Linked DNA regions of Sus scrofa: region 2 is linked to region 1. The links are chromatin contacts, called in public Hi-C maps. All regions are on one chromosome and are shown on one strand. Each heading gives the region's core, a stretch centred on a gene start, on an enhancer-like site or on the middle of the called end of the contact. The rest is flanking DNA. Distances are from core to core; before and after follow the strand shown.

Region 1 (4,955 bases), core at 2,236-4,735:
CAGCAGCGGGGGTGGGGGGGCAGGCCTGTCAGAAGCAGCTCAGCAGGGCTCAGTCTGACCTGCTCTTTCTGAGGGGCCTATTAGGCAGCTGGATCAGCTCCTAATCACCCTCTGGCCCTGGGGGGTGGAGGGTGAGGAGGGGGGTGAAGGGGGAGGGAGGAGGGGTGGGGAGGGGGAGGGAGGGGGGTGAGGAGGGGTGGAGGGAGGGGGGTGAGGAGGGGTGGGGGGAGGTAAGGAGAGGGGAGGGGAGAATGCTGCCTTCCCACTGTCTTGGCTGTCACCTCAGAATGAACAATGGCTGACAATCACTGGGCATGTAGCACAAGTGCCTGGTGCGGTGCTGAGCGGGCTATGACCATTCTCATATCCAATCTTCATAAAAGCCCCACTTAGCAAACAAGGACCTGGACTCAGGGTCCCCGGGAAAGTGTCACCCAGCAAAGCCGCAGGGCAGGGGCCCCGTGAGCTGTCCGGGCGTCAGGATATCTCTGACGACCCAGGCCATCAATCCTGGGCTCCGCAGTACAGGCATCTGCAAGGGCGGGTCTGATCGCTAAGGGTCCCCTTTTAAGTAACAGGCCTGGCACGCCAGCCACAGGAGGGAGCTGGAGGAGGGAGCAGGGCCTGGCCCCCTGACAGTCCCATCCCCTCCAGCCTGGTGAGAAGAAACCCCACCCCACTACTCTGCTTCCCAGGCACTGGGCAGCCACAGCTTCCTCCTATTGCAATAATAATAATAATAAATAACGTTTTCTTCTCTTTTGAGTGCCATAGGCACCCACTCTGGGCGCCACTGGCCCCGGAAGCCACTGGGAAACTCATAGGCTGGAGCCCGAGCACTTCAGCGGCGCCATCCTCCGCCGGAAGAAAGCTGGCTTGTTCCAGAAGCACAAAGGCTGGGCGCTGGGCGGGCGACGGGCCGTGAATGCTAATGGGCCGGGCGCTGGGAGCCTCCGGAGGGAGGGAGGGAGGCCCTGGACCGGATGCCCCCAGCGGCGGGACCACTCCACCCCCCACCCCATCAAGCCGGCGCGGGGGCGCCTGTGCCCGTCACGTGGGGACCTAGGCGAGCATCTGTTGCAGGCGGCGCGACGTCTAAACATCCGCGCAAACTTGGACCAACAGGTCCTGCCGAAATGTGCTAACCATCTGCTTTCCCTTAGCCGGTTTTTGAGCAAATTGTGTTTATTATGTTAATTTATTTGACTGTCAACAACACGGAATGACACAGTTGCTGCTAAACAACATCATTATCTATCTCATTCTGGCATATCACCAGGCATTTTTTTTTTGTCAATGCAACAGGAAGAAATACATATTGAAATGCTGTTGATCTATTTTAAAATTGAGTCCAGGTGGGCTGAGCCTCTGGACCACTCACCGGGTTTACTCTGGGGGAGGCAGCTTCTAGCGGAGGCCCAGAGCTCAAGTGCTTGGCCAGACACCTTCTCAGAAGCTGCTGGGTTGAGGATGGGGCATTGCACGCCTCTGATTTTTCTTGCCAAAACCTCCCTCCGAAAAGGCTCCCATTTTCCAGACGGTCAAGCAGGGGGACAAGGAGGAGTCCTGAATGGAGGAGCAGGCTGGCCATGCGACAGATCTCGTGCTTCCCTGACAACCACCCTACACAGCCAGGCAGGGGTTGGATCTCAGAGTCACTAAGATCATCTGCCCTTCCCCCCTTTTGCGGAGACCAATAAAGGCCATACCTCAGAGACAGAGCCAAGAAGAGGGGTGTTGGGTGGGAGACTGGAGGGAGCGAGAGAGAGCAAGAAGAGGCATCTCAAAATGTTCCCTGCCGGAAATGAACTGGTCCCCCAAGCAGAGCTCTTGCCGGGGCCTGAAGAAGCTGAACGCAGCATCCTGCTGACGCCAGTGGTTCTCCAATTAGGTAATAAGCAACAGGAGGCAAATGCTGTTTCCTGGGAGGAAAACAGTGTAGGGCTTCAGACAGAGACCTGGGCCTCCTGCTGCTGCCGCTGCAGAGGAGAAACAGGGTTTCTTTCATTCAGCTCATGGGCCAGCAAGAGACTTGGTCTGCACAGCCCCGATCCAGGGCCTGCCGGTAACAGCTGGTGGGCCAGCCTCCTTGCAGTTCAGAGGGGAGCTTTGCCCACTGACCCTCGGAAGTGGAGAGGGTCCCAGGTGGAATTGTTACGGCACAAATGACCCGCCTGATGGAGTGATTGGGTAGCCAGGTGGCTTCTGGGTGTCCTCGCAAATATTTGGTTTCAAGGAACGGGGTCCCGTTACACAGCTCAATAGCTGGAGGCTCCAAGGGCTGCAGCAGTAAGCCTTGTCCCCTTCTTGTCCCCCAGCCGTCAGCAGACAGCCCATAAAAAATGCGGGGCTCGTGTTCACACAGGGGGCTGTTGGTTTTATGGGCTGGGGGAAGGGAGGCTGCCCTGGAGTCTCAATTAAACGGGTCTCAGCTGCCAGGGACACAGCAATCATGGAGGGACACCTGGGTCCAGGGGGGCCTACAGGGACTTGATGTTCCGTGGGGGTGCCCTACTCACCCATGAAATGTGCACATTGTCCCTCTCCTGCCTCCCAGAGCCACCAGCTCCCCACCTCCTAGTCCCACCACACAGACGGCCCCTGCCCTTGAAACATGGCCGGCAGTGCTGGGTTCTGCCCTCCTGGACCTCGGGCTGGGCCTCCTCTTTGCTTTCCTCCCTCGGTAGAAGCACACATACCCTTGGGAAAAGGTTACTGGTTCACTCTCAAACAGGTGCCTGAATTATATCTCTTCAAGGGCATTTTCCATTCAGTTGAGGGCCCAGCCTTCAATCCCAGGAATAGGTCTCTTACCATGGAATGCCCTAGTGGATGGCATGAAAGGGGAGCCTCCTGTCCCCTATACTCTAAGCTCTTTTAGGGGAAAGGAGGACTTCAACCCGAGGTGGGGGCTCCTCTGTGAGCCTGACTCTATTCTGGGCCCCCTTGATCTCTAAAGGCAGCTTGTTTAGCATCTTGGAGAAGGATACGAGGAAAGGCTTGGAGGATGCTGGGCACCAGGTGGCGCTATTGCCCAGGACCGTCTAGTTGCCCTCAGAGGGGCGGTGGCGGCGGGGGAGGGGGCCTGGAGCAGCTGGAACTGCACTGGTTAAGAGGGGGTGCAGCCGTGGTGCGGGGGCGCTTCTAGTCGCGAGTTCCTAACTCAGCGGTAACTGGAGGGCGGAGCTTAAAGAATGAGTCGCAAATTCTTCCCCAATCCCTGTCATAAAGCCCTGTGACTCTGATTCCCGGGGTGGGGTGATGGGCTGGGGCCGGACCAAGGACAGACTTCTATTGTGGTCCTTGGGGGTGGGGCAGGACACTGCTCTTTTCAGGTTCAAGCAGAGGGGTCCCAGGAGGTTAACTGGGCACTGTACGTGCGCTCTTTCCAGGAGCGTAAACCCAGCTCCAGAGGCGCCCGGTCCGCGGCTCCCAGGGCGGATCCGAGCGGGTCGCGCGGCGCATCCCCGGGGCGGAGCTGCCCGCGCAGCTGCGCTCCCACCCCCGCCCCCTGGTCTGGAAAAAGCAAAAGCATCTCTAGGTGCTGTGCTTTCTTCACGTAGTGATTACCACGTGTCAGAGAGAAACTGCTGCTTTCTGTATAACCACAGACCACTTCGGAGAACAGGACTGGGGATCAAAAAGGAAAACTACTTCAAAACAAAATGCTGCAGGCTGCCTTTTTCCTCCTCCCTTTCTCTCTCATTTTTTTTTTTTTCCGGGGCGGGGGTGGGGGTGGGAGGAAGGATTAAAAAAACAAACAAAAAAGTAAGTCCGCATCTTCTCGCAACTGCAGCTGATTTCCTGTGTAAACGAAAACCATGTGATATTCCATAAATGCTTCCAGCTTTAAATGACAGGAAATGAAAACCATCACGGAAAAGGACAACTTCGGAATAAATCCCCAGTGCAGATATCATTACGGCGACATATCAGGGGGACGGTCGTCGGGCCGCCTGCACATCCCCGCAGGTCATTAGAGGGGCTGCTAAAGGGGGCCGGGCGCCGGGGGCAGCTCCCCCCGAAGTGTTCCTTCTGCGGGAGAAATGGGGCGGCGGCGATCACACCCCGGCGCAGCGCCCGGCAACTGGGCTTTCAATTAGGGACCGAGCTGGGAAAAGCAGTCTTTTCTTTCCGCACGCCTCGCCGGGGTCAGGTCACGACCCCTCCACCGTGTTCAATCGGCAGTGCCATCCATATGCATGAAGGCTAATTAACTCTGAAAGGCCCGGCTGGCGGGGCCCTCCCTGCCGCGCAGGGGTGGGGTGGGATGGCGCCCCCCCGAACACTCACGCCCACCCCGTCCTCTCCCGGGAGGCCCAACCTCTGCAGCTGCTCCCGCGCTGGCCGAGTGCACACGTGTGCGCACGGAGCGCGCTACTCCGCCGCGCGGGGCTGGCTGGGCCAGGGAATTAGACGCGTCATTTGTCGCCAGCCTAGCAACACGTGCTGATTTATCCTGATGGCTCCCGCCTGGCCCCAGCGCCCACCGCGGGCCCAAAGTAGGAAAGGGATGCTTTTCAGGTTCAGGGACCAGGACTCTAGCCCCAACCCTCGCTGCCTGTGGGAGGGAGCCTGGGTGAGTCACGCCAGCTCTCTGGGTTCCCTGCCTTTGCTCAGCTCTCACGTGAGGTTGTTGGGCTGGAAAATCAGTCGAGTACCAAAGATAAATCCCGAGAGATCTATGCAGCTGCCACATTTTCCCCAGCTCAGAGTATTTTTCGGTTTCCCAGTTCATGACAAGCCAGGAGGTGCCTCGGTTTCCACGGGGTGGAATCTGGGGTGACCTTTTCTATTTCTTTCTGTATCAGTTGCAACTCTTTGGCTTCAGAGTTTTCAAAAAGACCTTGAACTAGCAAACTAGAGAAAATTTATTTTACTGAGTGTTTGCTTGTGGACCCACAACCTAGGATGCGCCAAGCTCAGTTCCCACTTTCTCCTTCACTCACCTTCTC
Region 2 (5,463 bases), core at 311-2,810, 83 kb after region 1:
ATTCTGCATTATGATGTATTTGACTTGAATAACAACTTCCCTAAAAATAACCAAGCACAAAAAATCATTAGAAAATAGTTGAGATGCCATATTAACACACACAAAAATAAAAATTACAATCTTTTTGTTTATTTATTTATGTATTGCTCTTTAGGGCCGCACTTGCAGCATGTGGAAGTTCCCAGGCTAGGCAGGAGTTGAGCAGAATCAGAGCTGCAGCTGCTGGCCTACACCACAGCCACAGCAACATGGGATTTGAGCCACATCTGCAACCTGCACCATAGCTCACGGCAATGCTGGATCCTTAACCTAATGATCAAGGCCAGGGATCTAACCCATGTCTTCGCAGATACTAGTTGGTTTTGTAACCTGCTGAGCCACAACGTGAACTCCATAAATTACAAGCTTTTAAAAAAACCTTTCTACTTACAACTATATGATAATAAGAAATGGACTGAACCATTAGAAAACTGAAGTTTTTTATTTTCTTCTCATTTCATACAGCCAGGATTTTACTGATTGCACTGGTAAGGGTTTGGAGAGGGAAGCAACAACACACTGCAAAGGGGGCTGTGTCTGTATCTCTGCCCTTGCAGGGTTGTGGAGATGTGCAAGTAGATAAAGTTAAGGTTCCCTAGCTTCTAAGAAAAATAACTACAGTGTTTAACAGTGTAACTGCAATATAGCCATTTGATGAAATATAGTTCAGTCGTTAAAATGCAATTTTGAAGATGATGTGGCAACATGGAAAATACTGATGACTCAATATCGTGGGTGAACACACTAAATGACATACACACTAGGATTACAAAGGCACAGAAAAAAACGCATGATAAGAAGTATGTTAATATGTATAATGGCCTCGTACTTGTTGATGTAATTATAGGTGTTTTTCTTTCCATTTTAGCTATTTTCCAAATTGTCTAGAATACAGGGATCCATATTAATAAACTATTTGAATGTGCAAATAAACCAATTAAAGTCCTTGAAAAGATTTAGGTAAATATATAAGCTTTCAAACACAGAGGTGTTTCTAAGCATGATACCAAAGAGAGAAGCCATTAAGGTAAAAAACTTTAAAAAAGTTTTAAATGTTTTTAAATTAGAAAATGAGGTAAAATTAAAGGGCATGAGTTCTGTTTCTAGCCAAGATTGAGTTAACAGAGACCAGATTTACTCTCCTTTTTGAAATAACCCTGACACAGATAAAATATATGAAACAATTGTTCAACACACTGGACACTGGGTCGTAAAGACTGATCTTTGAGAAGCAGGTGAGGTTGCAGGAAGGGAGAACCCTGGTGGAGAATCCCAGAGTAACAGAGAAAAGAGCTGGAGAGAGAGAGCAGCAAAGAAGGTCCCCATCCCATCCGGTGTTCCCTTTTGTGCTGATCATTAGCACCTGCAGATGAGGGAACCGCCTGAGGCCAGGCAAAGACTCCTGCACCCAACACTCCCAGAAGCATGAGACCATTGCCTGCACCCACCAGCTGGACTAAAAGCACACCTGATTCGCAGGATGCTGGGTAGAGTACAAAGAAGAATCTTGCTTTACTAAGAGGGAATAATCAGCCCTACATCAAGCATTTCTCTGGTTTCACAAAACACACCCTAAAAGACCTAAAAGGCTCAAACTGTTTCCAAGTGTCTTAGCTGTGTTTTTAGAACAAAGCTCAAGAATATTTATAGAAAGACAAAAATATCCATCGCCCAACAAAGTAAAATTCAGGCTGTTTGACATCTAATAAAGAATTGAGCAAGTAATACAAAGAGGCAGGAAAATATGAGCCATAGTGTAGAAAATAGTAAGAACCGACCCTGAACTGACGACGATGTTAGAATTAGCAGCCAAGGTCTATTATGTATGTAGCTGTATTTTATATGTTCAAAAAGTTAAGTATAGACAAGAAAGATAAAAAAAGGCCCACATAAAAATTTCCAGATATAAACTATAATATAGAAGATAAAGATTACAATGCATAGGATTGTAAGCACATTAGACATGTCAAAAAAAGGTGGAGTGGCTATATCAGAAAAAGCAGATTAAAAAGTGAAGACTATTACCAAACATTTATAATTTCATAATTAAAAAAGGACAACTCATTCAAAGGACATAAAAATCCTAAATATTTATGTCCCTAATAACTGAGCTCCAAAATATATAAAGCAAGAACGGACAGAACTGCAAGGAGAAATACAGAATAATTAATAATAATAAAAGCAGTGGAGAGAAAATCACTAAGGACTCTGGGGATTTGAATGACCCTATAAACCAACTTGATCTAATTGACAGTTACAGAACATTCCACCCAAAACAACAGATTCCACATTGTTTGCAAATGCACATGACATCTTTTATTAAGACACCATATTCTGGGTCATAAAAACAAGACTCAATACACTTAAGAGGGTTCAAATCATATAAGGTATGTTCTCTGACCTCAGTGGAATAAAAGAAGCCAAAATAACAGAACTATATCTGGAAACTCTCTGAACATGGGTTGACTAAATCACGCACCTATAAATAACCTATGGGTCAAAGGAGAAATCAAAAAGAAAATTAGAATGTGTTTTGAACTGAATGAAATGCAAACACAACCTACCAAAATGTGTGTGATTCCATCAAAGCAGTACAGAGGGGGAAATTTAGAGCACTGAGCATCTACATGAGAAAAGACCTATTGGAGTGGCAAGTAAGAAAGTGGCGAGTAAGGAAGCATTGGCTCTTCTCGGGCTGCCTTCCCTGTTCAGGCCCTGGCCCTGGGCTTTTGTGTGCACAGAGCAGCAGCCGCCGCTGCTCCTTGCGGGGCCGCCTGACCCCAGATGCTGTCAGGCTTGTCCGGTGTCCGCCGTTAACCTCGCCGCGCGGCGGCCGAAGAGCGGGGCCGGGCGGGGCCAGCGGGCCGGGCCGGGCCGAGCGGGCAGGAGCGCCCCCGGGGTGGGGTGGGGTGGAGGCGGGGAGTCCCGCGGGGGTGGGGGGAGGGCCAGGGCGCGGAGTCGCGGAGGTGGGGTCACTGGTGTTGGCTCCGGGTGGAGGCCGGCCGCGAGGGGAAGGAGGCCGTGGGGGCGGCTCAGCGGAAGCCGCTCGAGTTGCGGAGCCGCGGCAACTCCGGGGGCCGGGGCCAGGGCTTTCCGGGCTTTGGTAAAGCGGCCACGGGCCTCATCTTCCGGCGGTCGCCAGAGTTTGTAATGATTGTTGCTGCCGCCGCCGTCACTGCCCCGGTTGCCATCTCCTCCTCCTCTTCCTCCTGGGCCGGGCGGATCCCCTCCCCGCTACCGCCTCCTCTTGGGCTGGGTCCGTGCTGTCTCCTCCCCTGGCGGAGCCGCTCCTGCAGCCGCCTCCTCATTCATCCTCGTGCAACATAGGCGGCACAGGCGCCAGGATGTCCAACCCAAGTGGTCTGCTGGGAAGCAGTCGCACGGGGGGGGGGGGGGAGGGGGGAGGGGAAGCTGGTACACAGTCTCAGGCCGAATGCACAGCTAGAAGGTTGGCTTTCACAAGTACAGTCAACAAAAAGACCTGCTGCAGCCACTGCTGCACCCCATGCTGGATATTCCTACCGTGGGTCTCATGCTGCTCATGCTTCAAACAAGTGGATCCATCTATTTCCTGGAGCATTTTCATCCTTGGGCCTTCTCATCATGTGTCCCTTTCTCAATGTGCACTTTTCAGTGTGTGTGTGTGTGTGCATGACACCTCTGTATGATCTTGGTACTGACCAAAAGATTTACAGAGAACTATGGAAGAAAGGAATGTTTGAACGCATGTCTCTGCAGACAGATGAAGATGAACACAGTATTGAAATGCATTTGCCTTATGCAGCTAAAGCCATGGAAAGCCATGGATGAGTTTACCATTATTCCTGTGTTGGTTAGAGCTGACTGAGTCAAAAGAACAGGAATTCAGAAAACTCTTCAGTAAATATCTAGCGGATCCTAATAATCTCTTTGTGGTTTTTTTTTTCTGATTTCTGCCAGTGGGGGTCAAAGGTTCTGTTACAGTTACTATGATGAATCCTAGGGGGAGATTTATAGATCCTGTGAACATCTAGATAAAATGGGTATGAGTATTATAGAACAATTAGACCCTTTCACTTGAAGAAATACCATCATACTATAATGTGGAAGACATCCCATTTGGGTATTATTAAGTGCTATCACAGAGCTACAGAAGAATGAACATGAGCTTCTCCTTTTTGAATTATGCCCAGTCAAGCCAGTATAGAAACTGGCCAGACAGATCAGTGAGTTAAGTAGCTGGAGCAAAGCTCTGAATCCTCAGGGATGCCACCTGCACAGACTCATTCTCTGTCCAGGGCCCCAACTGAACCCTTACCAAGATACTGGTCCTGGTTCGGGGGAATTCTGAAACTCAAACTAATAGAATTTTCTTCTCTTCTTTTTTAGTAGGTATCCTTAATTTCAGCTCATTAAAACAGTGCTTTATAGTTTAGAGCAGTGGAAGGAAGGCTGGCCTCAAAATATTTTGATCAAAAAAGGCAATGTAAAGGACCAGTTGTGGCTGTCAGTTTTTTGAAAGTAACTTGTTCTCATTTGTTTGCTTGTTTTATTTTGTTTTTGTCTTTTTTAGGGCTGCACCCACAGCATATGGATGTTCCCAGGCTAGTGGTCAAGTCGGAGCTGTAGCCGCTGGCCTACGTCACAGCCACAGCAACGCCAGATCTGAGTAGAGTCTGCGGCCTATACCACAGCTCATGGCAACGCCAGAGCCTTAACCCACTGAGCGAGGCCAAGGATTGAATCTGCATCCTCATGGATACTAGTCAGATTTGCTTCTGCTGAGCCATGATGGGAACTGCTGAGAGTAACTTGTAAAGCATTTACATATCCTAAATTTGCACTCTTTGCAGATGTGTGTGCCTATACTCCTCTTTCAGAATAGTTTTGCAAATTGTACACAAACAAAAAGGGTGGAAGCTTTTTAATAAAGAAATTGTATTTATAAATGATCTGTATTAGAATATAATAAATCTCCAGTTATGGTCAATTACTACCCATGTTGTACAACAGATACCTTCTATTTTAGTTGCTAATAAAGGGCTACACAACTAAAAAAAAAAGAGAAAAGACCTGTTCTCAAGTCAATGACCTCAATTTCCACCTTAAAAACTAGAAAAGTTCATTTAACCCAAATTAAGTAGAAGGAAATAAGTAATCAAAGATGATGTTAAGTGAAATGGACAAGAGAAAAAAGAGATAAAATTAATTAGATCAGAATCAGATTCTTTGAGAATATATAAAGTTGACGAACTTTTAGTGAAATTAATCAGGAGAAAGAACACACAAATGACCAGTATCAGGAATGAGAGTGGTGACATCACTACAGATACCACTGCTATTAAAAAGATAAAAGCGTCCATTACAAGTAACATTTTGGCAATAATCTGATGATTTAAATAAAATGAATTATTTTCCTGAAAGATACAAACTATCAATGCCCAC

Evidence for each region. Hi-C and Micro-C count contacts between places; a contact is called where the count stands out from the background.
Region 2: a Hi-C map of embryonic fibroblasts shows a contact between it and region 1, with 2.1 times the contacts expected there. The contact joins two enhancer-like sites. A contact is called at or near these places in 1 of 5 promoter capture datasets (liver), 14 of 47 Hi-C or Micro-C datasets (alveolar macrophages, embryonic fibroblasts, fetal heart ventricle and 8 more) and 1 of 2 datasets of contacts at active chromatin or transcription factors (skeletal muscle).

Annotation. Positions count from the first base shown.
Region 1 is chr10:41,518,111-41,523,065 of Sscrofa11.1, forward strand. LOC110255684 (a long non-coding RNA gene) reads right to left here. Exons shown (of 3, transcript XR_002336333.1): 2 at 4,950-4,955. Among named protein-coding and RNA genes, the nearest start is that of SVIL, 340 kb to the left of the region's middle. Within about 2 kb of position 3,486, at least 59 of the 83 cell types and tissues checked have an H3K27ac peak or open chromatin away from gene starts, as enhancers often do. A contact at or near this core is called in alveolar macrophages, embryonic fibroblasts, liver and 4 more, where this site is marked.
Region 2 is chr10:41,603,486-41,608,948 of Sscrofa11.1, forward strand. ZNF438 (zinc finger protein 438) reads right to left here. Exons shown (of 19, transcript XM_021064197.1): 16 at 1-40. It also overlaps the pseudogene LOC100519509. Among named protein-coding and RNA genes, the nearest start is that of ZEB1, 410 kb to the right of the region's middle. Within about 2 kb of position 1,561, at least 68 of the 83 cell types and tissues checked have an H3K27ac peak or open chromatin away from gene starts, as enhancers often do. A contact at or near this core is called in alveolar macrophages, embryonic fibroblasts, liver and 4 more, where this site is marked.